2 separate regions of the Mus musculus genome follow, and region 1 is linked to region 2. Evidence: chromatin contacts called from public Hi-C data. All regions are on one chromosome and are shown on one strand. The core of a region is the stretch at or near the end of the contact, and the rest is flanking DNA. Distances in the headings are between cores, read along the strand shown. Region 1 has its middle 58 kb from the start of Dkk1. Region 2 has its middle 14 kb from the start of Gm36319.

The links. A called contact is a pair of places that touch in the nucleus more often than the background predicts.
Region 1: a Hi-C map of the N1E-115 cell line shows a contact between it and region 2, with 2.8 times the contacts expected there. A contact is called at or near these places in 2 of 484 Hi-C or Micro-C datasets (the N1E-115 cell line and nephron progenitors) and 1 of 9 other capture datasets (embryonic stem cells).

The regions. Positions count from the first base shown.
Region 1 is chr19:30,489,890-30,492,589 of GRCm38.p6, forward strand. It overlaps the pseudogene Gm17885. Among named protein-coding and RNA genes, the nearest start is that of Dkk1, 58 kb to the right of the region's middle.
Region 2 is chr19:30,407,796-30,410,641 of GRCm38.p6, forward strand. No RefSeq gene overlaps it. Among named protein-coding and RNA genes, the nearest start is that of Gm36319, 14 kb to the left of the region's middle.

The DNA.
Region 1 (2,700 bases), core at 27-2,526, 82 kb after region 2:
GGACAGAAAAAACATAGCTAGTCACAGACAAGTCATGCAGGTCCACCGGGAATTTCTAGGGACAGTCGAACTTCCTGGACTAACTGTTTCCAGCTGAGGCAGCTGGCATTCATTGTTCCATGGCAGGGAACAAAGGAGGGGGGATCCATATGCTGTCCTTATGTGCGTCACCTTATGCTGGGACATGAAATCTCATATCTCATCCACCATATCTCCCTGCTTCCCCTATCCTTAGAAAGCATTATAGAGCTCTGGGGGTATCCTGGATTTCTACCTGCAGGTAGATGCAAAGCAGGTTGAGCCATCACCCCCATCCTATCTATCATCTGCCACAGCTGTACCAGAATGTTGTCCTCAGATCCCTAAAGTGTTAATACGCACTGTCCTAGGGTTCATGACGAGGGAAAGTGAAGCATGAAGAAAATCACTGTGGTGAGAAGAAACACTGCAATGACACATGCTATATGTGCACAGGAAGAACTGGACCAAACTACACACTGTACGTGGAGATTACAACTGAAGATACTAAACTAAAACCAGAGAAGAGGAGGAGGGGGACACAGGAGGAGGAGGAGGAGGAGGAGGAGGAGGAGGAGGAGGAGGAGGAGGAGGAGAACACACCTAATATAAATGGAAAGATATGGACTAGGAAGACAGCTAAGCAGTTAAGAGCATTTCCTACTCTTGCAGAGGACTTGTGCTTGGATCCCAACACCCACGTGGCTAATCATCAATAATTGCTTGTTACTCTACTTCCAGGGTATCTTGTGCTCTCTCTGGTGTGCGAGACACACCTGTGGTATACGTACCTACAAGCAGCAAACACTCATGTATACAAACAATCTGTTAGAAAGAAGGAAATAGAAGGGTACATGGTCTTCATCCACAGCAGCCGTGACGGGCCCCACACAGTTGCCGCACTGGAAGGCTGGAGTCCCTTCTTGCAGCTCTCAGTAGTTTGGGGCTGAGAAGGGTCTTCAGATTTTGCTCATTCGGTGAGGTCAGTTGGCTTGTCATTTGGAATATCTGTCCTTCTAGGGACCTAGTCACATTCAAAGCCCAACCAGAACATCGATGGCCGGGATTTTACTCAGGAGTCTAACATAGCCTCTCGCTCCAGTCTGCAGACTTGGGATCTGAAGGCAGAAACAGATAAAACACTTTTCATTTCCGGTGTGTCTGGTGTTGGGAGCCGTCTGTCAGCTGCCTGAACTGTTCCTTAGTCACCAAGGGCTAACTACCACTGGGAAACTGCGCTTCCCCTGACTCTATCGCCCCTCCTGCCCCCCTCCTGCTGATCAGTAACTCTGCAGTCTTTCAGTCTGGCCTCCTTCCTTATTACTCATATAAGCCGTGCAGTGCCCCGGCTTTCACTCTCACTGGTACCACTAAGCTTCAAATTCTTTTTATGAAATTTTGGAATATTTAAGGCTATTTCAAAACCAATAGCAGCCAGGGAGAGTGAAAGATTAATGTATTAAAAACCCTGAAAAAAAAAATCACATGCCACAAACTCAGCCCCTGAAAGGGCTCTAATGTCCAAGAATTCTTCTTTTAGATCTAGTGTATGTGTGTGTTTCTTTCATATGTGCCTGTGTATCACATGCAGACCTGGTGCCTTCAGACTCTACAAGAGAGCATCCAATTCCTTGGAAGGAGTTATGGGTAACGTGAGTCACCATGTGGGTGTTGGAAACTGAACTTAAAACAAGTGTTCTTAACCACTGAGCCATCTCTTCAGCTTCAATTTTGAGCAAGATTGTTTTAAAGCTAAATGAGAAAGACTGATTATCACATAGGAGAATGGAAGAGTAAGAAAAAGGAGTATAAACAGCTATTTGTAAAAATATTTTTAAAAAAACAGTAAAATTTTATACTGTGAGATTCTAAAATGAAGATGTATTAAGGATCTCTAGGGTCACAGAACTTCAGAATGAAATGAATATTCTATCTCTCTTTCTCTCTCTCACACTCTCTCTCTCTCATATGTATTTATATGTGCATATATCTATGTATATATAGATACACGTGTATACATATATGCATATGTGTGTGTGTGAAGGGAATTTATTGGAATGACATAGGCTGCAGTTCGATTAATCCAACAATGGTCAGATGTTAATGGAAAGTCCAAGAATATAGTAGTTTCTCAGTCCCACGAAGCCGGGTGTCTCAGCTGGTCTTTCAGATAAGCTGGAATCCAGGAAGTAGGCTCCAATGTCAGTGAAGAAAAGGATGTGCTGGCAAAGTAAGGGCAAGCAGGCTAAGGATGAATGAATCTGTCCTTCTTCCACTGTTCTTCTATGGCTTCCAGCAGAAGGTATGGCCCTGATTAAAGATGTGCCTCAAGACCTGGATTAAAGATGTGTGTCATTCCACCTCAAGATCTGAATCAAAAACCTGTGTCTTCCTGCCTTAAGATTCAGGTCTCAGGTGTGCCCTCCATTTCCGGACTGTAGTTCATTCCAGATAGAGTCAAGTTCACAACCAAGACCAGCCATCACAGAAGGGCAACTCAAATTTAGAATCTTTACAGTGCAAACCCATTTGCAAAGGAAGAAACCAGGGGGATACCTAAGCAAAGAAGCTTAAAATAAATCCATAAGGACAAAGTTAAAAAACAGAATGCTCAAAATCATGAACACTGGCAAGTGATGGCTAGATTCCTCCTAAACTTGACAGTAAAATTAAATTACAAGG
Region 2 (2,846 bases), core at 101-2,600:
GAAATAATTTAACCTTTTGTTGTCTCTAGTGAACAAAAAATGAAAAACCTCTCTACCTAAACATGTTTCAGAAGGTTTTGTGTGACGCATGATCTTCTGATATTCTCAAATGTAGCATGTTAGACGTTCCTTGACAGAAATCTCAACAAAAAGAGCTTTCTGGCGTGTACAATGACGTAACGTGAGTGCAGCACTTCTGCCGTGTACAATGACGTAACGTGAGTGCAGCACTTCCGAGGCTGAGACGGGGGATCGCTGTGCAACGGAGGCCACTTTGGGCTACTCAGGAAGAGTCAACCAGGACTTCAGAGTGAGAACATTCCATCAAATACAAAAAAGGAATGAGGCAAGGGAGAAAGAAAGACAAAAAGATAGAAAAACAGGCAGGTGGGCAGACAGACAGAGACAGAAACAGAGAGACCGACCGACAGACAGATAGGCAGAAAGAAAGAAAAGGAAGGAAGCTTTTCCGTGTTTGCATAGTCTAGTCTTTTCCCTTTGCTTACTGAACTCCCTCTAAGCATCCTTTGTGGTGGGACACCATGGCTTGTAATGAGAGCAATGCAGTTTTGGGTAAATGGAACAGAGATGCATGCTTTTCTCAGACACAATCTCTAACCCTTATGGTGACCTGATTTGTTACATGCGATGGACATGCTACACTTAGCCATTACTCATTTTTTTTCATGTAGTCTTGCCCAGCAAGCATTCTCAGCACCCTCTTCCTGGGAGCAGGGCCTGCCCACCGCTGCGGAATCTGCACATTCGTGTGTCCTTGCTTCCTGAAGCTCTAGTTGCTCTAAGGGTGAGAACAACCCAAAACAGGGCAGATACGGGTCGTTCTGTAAGATTAGAAAGAACTGTGGCCTCATTTTACAGAGGATGTGATATCTGTGGCTCTACACCAGTTGTTTTCCTGGCACCAGAGGAGATTCTGGAGAGCCATGGCGGGGAAACAATAGCTTGTTAAAGTAAATTTCTGTCATCTCTGAGAAATCCAAGTTTCAAAATATTCTGATACTATACAAAACAGAAGTCTGCTTCCCAGCCATATGACCCATAAATAATTTCAAATAAAATCACTTAAAGGCCACCTATGATTCACTAAGATCAGATTGTCCACATGCAACTTTGATTCATACATTCTTGTATACACAATACAATTGAAATGTTAGTTATATTTTTTTGTAAATTATCTCTGCATTGCTCACAATTTTGCAATTAATGGGGGTTTTACTTCTTGAGGCTTAAATTCAGGCAAAGGCATCTCTTGATACCAATCATCTTAAATTCTACGATATAGATTTGCTAGTCTTTGGCAGTGATTAAAACTTGTCATTAGAACAGACTCAGAAACAACAAGGGGGAACCTATTTCCCAGTAGAAACTTCAGCCCTTTGGATTCGATGTGGGCTTCTGTAGAGCATTCTTCATTCAAGACACTGTGCATGATAGAGAAGAAAGGAGTTCCTTTGCTCTGTGTGTCTTTCTGGCTTAGTGAAGGTCATCGTCAAAGATCTGGCCAACTGGACACAATGGTTTGTGTCTGGATTTGCAGGTCATTAGGTCAGTTTCCTGTAATGAAGATGAAAATGATGCTCCACCCGCCGGAGCCTCTTGAGCGCCTCTCTGATATCAGTTAAGAAGACCAGTGGCAGAGTGCCATAGCATGTCTTGATGGCTGTGCCTAGAGATGTGTTTAGTGCTGGGGTTCCTTCCCACATGGCACCTCCTGCTGCAATTTATTGACACCAGATGTCCTTTGTATCAGTAAGACTTGTAGCAATGTCTATTTAAAGTTAAATTGAATAATTGAAGCCAGAGCATCATACTTTGAATGAAGTAAATCAAAGCACATCACAGTCATAAAAATGTAGACGAGGGAAAGCATGAATGAAAGAAATCCATTATAAAAAAAAGAAAGTCAGACTATTAGAGTCTGAAAGCACTGATTAAAATTTATCATCTCACACAGCCCTGATAGGAGTCAAGTGGTAACTGGTCAGGGTTGCGAGACCAGAATTAGCAAGCATGCCTTACTTTATAAATTAGGCAGGCGTCTTTTGTCAGAGTGACCTTCTTCATGAGAACTCATGCAGGACAATTCTTCTCTTGAATGACTTCGGGGATCAGATGCAAAACCTCTGGCTAATGATAAGAGACATGGGCCTGAAATCTAACCATTTGACCAACATAATGCTTTCAGAGGTTTTAACAAATCAAGGCTTAACTAATGATTGATGGTGGAGAATGGAGACATGTTTTAAAGTCTGATTTAAGAGAAAACGAAGACAGGAAGGGCTGTGTGATTAGAGAGGCTCAAAGCAGACTATGAGCCGTAAGCATTAATAAATGTGGATTTTAATAGGTAAAGATCTGGCAGCCCGCAGACAGAAAGAACTTGGACTGATTGAAAATAAATGAGAACTTTTAGTATTACTCCTAAATTGAATATCATAAATATGCCAAATAATAATACTAATTTAAAAGCACAGACCAAAGCTACTAAAGACTGAAATTAATGGGAGAGCAGAGCAGGATATTATTTTAAAGAAATTAGATGGTGTGTTCCATATATATATATATATATATATATATATATGTCAAGTATACAAATTCATTCTAAAGAATTTCCCTAGAGAGCTACAGGGTTGTAGGAAAATCACTATATAAATATCGATGAGTTATGGTAAAGTTATTTGGTTTTGTCACAGTAAGATACAGCAAATAACAAAGCCTGTTATATAGGATACTTTAAGTATGAACTTTGTATTTTAAATAGCTTTTGATTAATTATGAGACACAACGATGATGATGTAGAGGGTGAGAAAGGAAGGTTTGATTCC